Linked DNA regions of Hordeum vulgare: region 1 is linked to region 2. The links are chromatin contacts, called in public Hi-C maps. All regions are on one chromosome and are shown on one strand. The core of a region is the stretch at or near the end of the contact, and the rest is flanking DNA. Distances in the headings are between cores, read along the strand shown.

Region 1 (5,320 bases), core at 1,167-3,666, 160 kb after region 2:
TGAACATTTAACACCCCCCCCACACACACACCATAAAACACCCCGACAAACTAACTTCAAAATATCGACCATGGTCATTAGAGTTCATGCAACAAATCTTCCTTTCACATAGATGGAACTACCACACCTGATCATCCAAGGAAGAGAAAAGGCTCGTTGTAAACTTTGTGTATCCGCGCTACCTCTCCCGAGATAACACAAGATTGTTGCTTATAAGAGGGTGCGTTATAGTCTTCGTGGTGGACATACTTATTTATGACAATGTAAATAAACCATGAGACAATTATGCTATGTTAAATGAAATATTAAAAGTAGGTTGAGACACTCATCTCTTTTTGACGGGACAACATGATTGCTCATCAAAGAGATTGTATTTCATTTAAGAAAAAAGAGAGATTGTATTTACAACATTGTGGGCGAAGAAGAATAGAGATAAAGAGGGAGAGGTGGATAGAACACAAGCTAGGTTGCAAGGGCAATCAACCAAGAATAAAAGGGGTTATTTGGGTACGAGCCTTCATCTGTCTAGTCAACATATGTGTGTTGACCAAGACTTGGTTGTCTGTTTGGAAGGGCTCTAACTTTTTTGGCATGCGTATCTGCCCTACCTCTCGAGAAATAACCCACCTTAGTTATTTTCACATGATTCGACACCAAATCGTTGGCGATTGGTGGGTCGGGATGTCAGCCGCCATTTTTTTTACGTGCTCATGTTTTGGTGAGCGCGAGCATGGGCAACAACCAACGTCAAAGAGTAGCTTTCTCGCAGCAACACTCGTGGAGAAGCGGGAGTGATTGTCGCAAACCAAGGAACACCACACAATTCCGATGCCTTCACAAGTGCGAACAACACAACACTAGGAAGGTGTTAATCGACATCTGATCAACGGTCAAGAACACGCCCACAGGTTGCAACAATTTCAGAGTCACATAAAAAAGTGGGACGTTGGGCTTGGTCTAGACTTCTAGGTTCGATCCTACCTCACCTTTTTACAAGGCTTGTATCCCATTTATTTGTTGAGAAAAATATTATAGACGCACATGCTCACAAACACGTACATACATTCATCTCCATGAGCGCACGCGTGCACACACACTACCCCTATAAACATAAACGGGAGACAAAATTGACGGGTTTTAAGATTGGCGAAGTTACCATAGAAGCCTTGCAATCGACGAGAACATCACCTTGTGAAAGTATATACAGTTGTTATGAGACACCTAATCGTCAAGTTTGAGAACCGAATATCTATCAACTTCTCACTATGCGGAAGTGAATCTGGCGTGGTTGATGGTTTATGGGTGTGTTTGAATAGTGTCCATACTAAATCGTGCCTAACCTGGTGCCTCCGTGAAATGTGTTTGGAGAGTGTTTGCTTGCTATCCTAGAAAAGCTATTGGTAGTCTTGCGTGGTTACCTAAAATTTTGCTTAGCTTGAAATCTAATTCACCCAGTTTGCTTAGCCTGTACCAAACGCTGAAAAAAAAGACGCCTGGGTAGCTGCCCGGGCACTGTTTTCTAGCATCGTTGAGCTTATGGATGTTCAATTATACGTGGCCATGGATACACGGTCTAAAAAAACCTGACCCGACCCGATGGTGCCAATGGGCAGGGCCTTGGCCTAGATTTTTAAGCCCGAAGGCCGATCCGGTTTCGCCATATTCATGATTCAACGAAGAGGCCCGATGGGCTTTTATGCTGATGGGTTGGGCCTGGGCCTGATTTCTAGGTCCGACATACGGGCCTGGCTTTTTTTTGTCGGGCTTGCTTAGGCTTGACCCGAAGCCCGACCCATCTCAAAGAATGGCTAGGTATACGTTCAATACTTTTCAATGATGCTAGTAAATTATTTAAATATTTCAACCGGCCAGGCAACCAACAAAACACATGTTGTTTAGATGAGCGAAAAGTACCAGACATGAAGCCGAGGCCACCAACAAAACATGCCCTATGTCTCTTGATGTTGTAAGGCCATTGTCTTGTTATCCTGTGCTGTTGGTAGTTCATGTCCTTGGTTTTTGTTAGCAGTGATTGAATAATGGTTATGTTCGCGTATGCGCGGGAAAAATGCTGTACAAAATATACTAATGTTTGTTTATCAATTTTAGGCAATGAAATCGGGAGCTTTGAGCTCCTTTAGTCGAAGAAAAGAAGAATATCTACTCGGTTTGCATTTGTTTAAAAGCTTACTCGGTTTGTACTCGAAACGCAGGGATCCGAATGCACGGCAAAAAAACCCCAAGAGGATAGGCAAAGGCCGAAGGGTGACCCTCGATCTCAGCTTGCTCGCGGGCCGAAAGGGACACCACACCGCACCGCAAACAACCAACACAGACCCGCACCATACGCCCAGGTTGGCGTCTCGCATTCCTGGGCCCCACCTGCCAGGGACTACCTCGCGCGCAGCCACCGCGTCTCCCTCTTTTTACCCCGTACTACTAGAAAGCAACGCGAGTAGAGAGGGAGGAGGCGAAGCACGCCGCACGCAGTTGGCTGCCACCACGTCGCCTGCCGCCGCCGTCGGAGAAGGAGGCCGGACCCATGGCGGGCCGCAACGGCTTCGAGGACGACGACGTCAACCCCTTCGCCGTGAGTGCTCGGTTCCTCGCCCTGCCCGTCGGCGCGAGCTTTCCAGATGCTTCCCCCCCGTTTGCGTAGATCTCGGGCTACCCTTTTTCTCTTTCCCCTTGGCCCGGTCCGCGTCGGCCGTGCTCGTATTCGGGGTCGGCATTGCCTGGATCCGAGGCCCCGAGCGTGGGACGGGGACGCGATGGGGAGATGCGGATTCGCGCGCTTCGAGTCGGCGATTACGCTTTGTAGGCTGTGTCGGCTGATTGCTCTCGAAGCGGTCGGTTAGTTCTGGATCTGTGCTCGTGTGATGAACTAGGGCCGCGCGGTGGATGTATTGGTAGCTTGTGGTAGGTGATTGGAAACCAGCATGAACTAAAATGTAGCTTGGTTGGGATTTGGCGCCGTTGCAGATTAAAGCAATGTGGTGCCTTTGATATTTGTGATACCCTCTTATATCACTTGGTTTACTTGTTAATTAGCTACTGAATGCTAGTGTGAGGTTGTTGGAGCTCGGTTGCTACCATATGCTATGTTAAACATTAGGGACTTCGACATTATATATGGTGGAATGCTGGTACTGTTTGTCAGCTAGAGGATGAGCCACTTTCTGTGCCCCCCTTGGGTTCATTTTAAGACGTCACTACTTTCAGACCCGCTGTTTTTGTGCTCAGTAATTCAATCGGTTTCTAGAAATTTACCAATGTGCCACAAGCTACATATCTCGGAACAAAAAATGTTAACGTGATGTGCAATGTATGGATAGGTATGTTCGTGAAACAAAAAAAATGTATGGATAGCTCATGGATAAAAATCTTGGGTTCGAGGTTTCTACATTCTAGGCTCTAGGTGGGAGCCAAGGTTGAACCACATGTCGCAAGTTCTTCTGTACCACCAGATAGGTTTATTTGTTGTCGATGTCATTGAACTGATGTAGATAAGGGAGCAACATTTCATTGTAATCTACTTAAACACCCCCCACCGTGATCACATTCTTAATGTGCCCATGCACATGCCCGTGAAAGTATATGCATTGGCAGGCCATCCTCAACAACATGCCAAAATATTTTAGATTTATGTCGTGCATATCTACTGATTACTGGGTATCTTAGTCCGGAACCTGTGTCAAGTTCTAATAATCAAGTAACTGCGCATGCATGCATCAATTCTTGCACCCATCACCCGTCATTTTTTGGGATGTTTTTGTATTGTTAGATTCTTTCCTCTGATTTTCATTGTATGCTATGATATGTTGACAGTCCATACATATACATTACATAGAATATTGATGTTCGGCAGCAGTTTAGTTGTTGGCAAAAGGAAGATCATGCTATTTATAAGTTGCTCAGAGGCTTCTATTTTTGGAGCTCTCCGTTCCTAATATCTTCCAAATGCTTCATATTCTACAGGGAGGGAGTGTTCCCCCTGCCTCCAATTCTCGACTCTCACCTCTCTCCCACGAGCCAGCGGGTTTCTATAATGTGGACATTCCTATGGATTCAACAAAGGTACGTATTAACGTATAGTTTTGAGAAGTTTTTCTTCACTCGAAAAAATTGTGTCAGCTAGCTTCTTACTGCAATTGCATAGATGCTCTCTTCGCCATTGCCAGTTATCAATTCCTTATGCATCATCAAGTACTTCTGAGAATTTTTATAAGTCTGATGGTCTGTTTCCTAGTTTTGGTGAAAATTATAAGACATTCTAGCATAAATAAGTTTGTTATATTTTTGTCGTTATTTGTTTCATTATCTTTTAACTTTAAGAACATATGCATGACCAACCATATAAATTATTCTCTCACATCTTTCCAAAACAGTTTATGGAAGGGTACTTTAGTCATTCTGTCTGGTCACTTTCTCAATCTTAAAAGATCCATCATCCATGTGCCAGGTCAAAGTTTGCCTTATAAAATTGACTGAATGGGTGATACTGTATACGAAACGTGGCAGCTATTCCTTTATTTACACTGTTCATGTGTAAAGTTAGTTTTGATTAAGTTCCTAAAAGAATGCTTGTGTGGTTATCCCTTGAGTAGTTTGTTTATATATGATTCCTTATATCATGCATGCTATCGCCATTAGGATGTGAAGAAAAAGGAAAAAGAACTCCAGGCGATGGAAGCCGAGCTAAACAAAAGAGAAAAGGTATGCATGTTACAATTGCTGAGTAACTGGACAGTTCTGCTGCTCTTAGTCAGTTACAGAAATATTGATATGCTAATTACCAGCTTTCCATAAGTGGTGGCACATCATATGTAAATCTAAAATCTACAGCATTTCCGTGTTTTATGATTTAGATATGCTAACCGTGGCATTGCTTTATTTAGTGTTACAACCATTGTTTATCAAGCGGTAAAGCGACCTAAAGCGGGCACCACCCGCTCTAATGCTTAAGCGACGCCTAAGCGCCTAAAGCGGGCAAATATCTAAGGCGCTGCCAGGGCACCTTGTCGCTTAAGCGACGCTTAAAGCGTCTGAAGCGGGACGCTTTATAAATACAACCAGTGAACCAATGAAACCTTATTTATGTTGATTTCGGATTTTCAGATCATTACTGCTGCATATGGTAGCTATCGTAGCCCTAAAATCCCGATAATTTATAGATGCTGTATATTAATTATCTTCTAATCTGGCAATGACAATATGGTCAATTTGTATGGTGTGCTGGTATGAGTCTACAGAAGCTGCGTGTCCTCAACCTACCAATACTAATAAAGCAGTTGACTGTAATTGTCATTAGGGTATTGGG
Region 2 (4,701 bases), core at 2,150-4,649:
TTTGGGTTGTGGCTCTCCTCACAGGATTACATAAATATTTCTTTGTAATTTTCTTTCTTTGAGTGTTCTTTACGATCTTCTGCGGACCCTTCCGGTTGGTTCCGCATGCATGCTTTGTATGATTCTTATTTATGATCAATGATACACGTGGTTACCTTGGAAAATAAAATAAAAGTGTATGAACCAAACTGATTATCTAATGCAAGTTTTGTGACCTACCTTGAAGAAAGAAATCAAACTGTTCATCCGATCTAGCGACAAGAAACGTAACGAGGTAGTATGAGTGGCAATCATAAAACTTGCGCCTCATGTTTAGTTTAGTGCTAAAAATTATAAAATACATCATTACAGTCACATAACTAGTCCATGCGTGCATATACAATCACTTCTTTTGTATCGAGACGTATCTAGTGCTCACATGACACGTCAGCATGAACGCGGCCCGCATGTTAGTGCCTGGGACTGGTGAGGCATTAGGTGAGCCTCACATTATCTTTGTTTTTTTGCAGAAAAGACCCATGGCTTTTATTTAGTTGTGTACATGTCATAAAATTAAGAAAACTCTAGAACTAGATTCGAACCCAGACCTCATATGATTAAGAGGGCATAGATAACCAATCTTACCAATGGACATATGGCAATTAGATTTATATAATATATGTTAATACGAATTAAAGAAAAAAATCATAAGGGAAGAAGAGTGTGCAAAAGAGGGAAACACCAGTTTGAACCTATGACCTCCTGACATGAATTGAAGAGATATACATAATTTATCTTCTCTATTTTTCTTTCTTTTTTACTATGTATGCAAACAACATATATTCCAGGTAAATTTTTCGGACAAAGCAACTAAAATTTTATTTGATTTCAAATAATTTGAAATTTGAAATCTAGATAAAAGGAAATATAGTGCAGAATGAATGTACACATTTTTTTTATGACAAATCATTTTTTAGTTCGAACAATTTCAACTTAAAAAATCTAGTGCACAATGAATACGTGTAAATTATTTTCGACAACATAACAAAATAACGTTTGAATTTGTACAATTTAAAATTTTAAAATATAGATAAAAGGAAATATAGTGCAGAATGAATGTTCGTTTTTTTTCGGATTAATGTTTTTCTAAAATTATAAAGATTTTAGTTTAAAATATTTAATGCAGAATGAATGAACACCAATTCCTTGAAACAAATCACCGAATGTTTTGTTTGAATTCCAATAATTTTAAATTTGAAAATCTAGATAAAAAAAAATATCAGAATGAATGTACATAACTTTTTTGATAAAATAACATTTTTTTGAGTGCATGCATGTAAACTTTTCGGACAAATCAAATATCTGCTTTAAACTTGAATAGTTTCAATTTTAAAAATCTAGATAAAAGATGATACAGTGTAGACTGGATGTACGTAAATTTCTTTTAGACAAATCAACAAAAAAACTGTTTGAATACAAATAATTTTAAATTGAAAAATCGGTAAAAGAAAATATAGTTTAAGTTATTTGTCCGAAAGAAATTTAAAATTTAAATATTTTTTAAATAATAGACCGCTCAATCAGGATGATCCCACTTTCTCCATGATAATATGCACATGTCATGGAGAATATCTATTCCCCGTGTAGTTTTCTTAAATAGAACAAGATAAATGAAAGCATACAAACCGCCCGAAAAAATAACAACATACAAACGACCATTTTTACTCCGAGCATGAATATTGTTTTGTATACATGGACATCTATAAAATGCAACCTATGTTATTCCAATTACAAAAAATATTTTTTACAATTTTTAAGCATTTTTAAAAACTTTGTGTATTTTTTGTAAGACATTATTTTTTTAGTGTCACAAACAACACAATATAAGTTGTTTCCTTACATCAGTTTATTCCTGCAAGGAATAACATGACAAGTTTTTAGTTCTTGTTTATTAGTTTGTTGGGCTGATTGTACATTGTATTAAAGAAAAATGGTGTTTTTTGTCTTGTACTCCCTCCGTCCCGAATTTCTTGTCGGAGAAATGGATGCATCTAGATGTATTTTAGTTTTAAGTACATCCATTTTTATTCATTTCCGCGACAAGTAATTGCGGACGGAGGGAGTATCTAATTATTTCTGGTCGAGTGGATAGTTTAGTTAGTTCATGGAATGGAGGACGTCGATCGAATCCCCTTGACGCTATTTTCTATTCTAGTTTTTTGCGAGCACCATATGCTGACAGGTGCGTAAGTAAATAAAAGTTAAGAGTGTTTTCCAAAAGAAAAAAGATAATGTTTTGCTTACCCGTCGCTCACTATTTACGATCACTGATATATGGGCCACATTCATACTAACAAGCCACGTGAGTTCGAAATATGGCTGGATACGAAAAAGTGATCGTATATGCACATATAGACAAGCGGTGAGACTGTAATGACGTACTCCCTCCGTTCTAAATTTCTTGTCTTAACTTTGTTTAGAAATGAATGTATCTAAATACTAAAACTTGACTAGATATACATTCATATCTAAACAAATCTAAGACAAATTTTTTGGAACGGAGGGGGGTATTTTGCACTTTTAGCACTAAATGAACATCCTATGCACTACTGTTAGAAATGTTTTTATACTGTATTATGGAATGGAGGGAGTAACTGTTAATTTCCTGTTCGAAAACTTAAGTGTTGATGCGGAGTGTTTCGCGAACCGGCTGGCGGCAAGAAACGGGCAGGGCTACATGAACATGAGCGGCCTTTTCCGAGACCAGGAGGCGCTCACTGTCGCCGGCGCTAGAAACAGAGGCAGGCAGCCACACGGGGCCACAGGCCGCAAGATTCTGCCCCGCAGAGACAAGATGGTCCCTGATCTCATCTCTGACCTCACATCGTGCGGTGCGGCTGCTACGAGCCCTCCACCGCAGTGGTGGGCGGGGAATCGTGCTTTTTCCCACCGAAAAAGACGTCCAGGTTCAACGTACCCACACGAACCGGGGTCAATCCAGCGCCCCACCCGTCGCACCTACGCATCTCGGCCGCCTCCCATGCGCTCGCCTCCCTCCCAATAAACAAACAAGCCCGTCGGCTCGGCGTCCCACCTGTCACCGACAGGCGGGCCCCGCACCCACGGAGCCCACTTGTCATCCCTTGCCGCTCGACGCGTGGCCGCCACGGTCGTCAGGCCTGATGCTCGCCGCAGCCGATCCCCTCTGCCCACCTCCTCGTTCCGCCTGAGCCCCGCGCATGCACCCGCACCCACCTGCCAAGGCGCGCGCACTTTGTCCTGGCCCGTCTGGTCTAGTGGTCTACGGTACGCCGAGCGCACGGGAGCGCTCATCCCGGGTGGGCCAGGGCGGCCGTGCCCGCCCCCCCCCCCCCCCCCCCCCCCATAAAGCCCCCGCGGCCCGTCGTCACGGCCCCTCGACCCAGCCAAGCGCCCGCAGCAGCAAAAATCCATCACTCGCACTCCTCTCGCCGCGCATCCCCCCCTCCATCCCTGCGTTCCGGCCGGTTCCTGCCGCGGCGATGTCGGCGGCGGTGGGCGGCGCCGAGTTCCATGGTTTCGGGGGCGCCGCGCAGCTCCCGAGGTCCCGGATGCTCGGGCGCCCCGTCAGGGTGGCGCCGCCCGGGGCCACACCGGCTGGCGGCGGCGGGCCCTCGGCGGCCAGCATTCGCGCCGTTTCCACGGTGAGTTTTCTGGTGTGGCGGGGCGGCGGGCGCGTTCGAGTTTAGGGTTTTCTTCGTTTTCGCGGGGGAGGTTTTTTCGGGCCTCGCCCGTCGGGAATGGAATTCATCAGGTTTTGAGGGCAGTTTAACCGACCCCGGTTTCATGAAATTGATGGGATTAGGTTTCGTTATACTAATTCATCTTTGTACTGTACTATGTTTCGGTGAGGGCTAGCCACTGGTGTGAAACCAGATCAGTCAAGCGTTGATTTCGGAATCCCCATCGCCCAGGGCAACACTCACTGACTGCCTCTGTCATTGATAGGAACTGAATCCATTTTAAATACAGTAGTACACGATCACACTTATCTTACTTAGCTGCTTACTCCTGAAATGTTCATTGATAAATCGCTTTTAGAGTATTATACTGGTAGTCGCTGAATAGGAAAAAACACTATGCAATGATGCACGACTGCTGCTATCCGATGCTCTGAATTCTGAAACCTTTTGCCGTTCCTGCAGCCCCTGAAGAAGGATGCGTCGCAAGTTAAGCGAAGCAAGGTCGAAATAATCAAGGAGAAGAGCAATTTTCTTCGCTACCCTTTGAATGAGGAGCTGGTCTCAGAGGCTCCCAACGTCAACGAAACTGCTGTCCAGCTGATTAAGTTCCATGGAAGCTATCAGCAGAGCGACCGGGAAGTCCGTGGCCAGAAGAATTACTCGTTTATGCTCCGGACAAAGAATCCTTCCGGAAAAGTTCCGAACCAGCTTTACTTGGCTATGGATACACTGGCTGATGAGTTTGGGATTGGAACGCTCCGTCTGACAACCAGGCAAACATTTCAGCTGCACGGCGTTCTTAAGAAGAACTTGAAGCATGTCATCAGCACTGTGATTAAGAATATGGGATCAACCTTAGGTGCTTGTGGAGATCTCAATAGGAATGTGCTTGCACCTGCCGCACCATACGTGAGAAAAGATATTCTTTTTGCTCAAGAAACAGCAGAGAATATTGCAGCACTTCTCGCTCCACAGTCAGGGGCTTATTATGACCTGTGGG

What was found. A called contact is a pair of places that touch in the nucleus more often than the background predicts.
Region 1: a Hi-C map of leaf shows a contact between it and region 2, with 2.7 times the contacts expected there. The contact joins the promoter of LOC123443251 here to the promoter of LOC123443242 in region 2. A contact is called at or near these places in 2 of 6 Hi-C or Micro-C datasets (leaf and seedling) and 1 of 1 datasets of contacts at active chromatin or transcription factors (embryo).

Annotation. Positions count from the first base shown.
Region 1 is chr1H:437,717,519-437,722,838 of MorexV3_pseudomolecules_assembly, forward strand. LOC123443251 (secretory carrier-associated membrane protein 3) reads left to right here and starts at 2,417. Exons shown (of 12, transcript XM_045119573.1): 1 at 2,417-2,590; 2 at 3,979-4,077; 3 at 4,654-4,716. The coding sequence starts at 2,543.
Region 2 is chr1H:437,557,426-437,562,126 of MorexV3_pseudomolecules_assembly, forward strand. LOC123443242 (sulfite reductase [ferredoxin], chloroplastic) reads left to right here and starts at 3,400. Exons shown (of 8, transcript XM_045119562.1): 1 at 3,400-3,662; 2 at 4,164-4,701. The coding sequence starts at 3,501.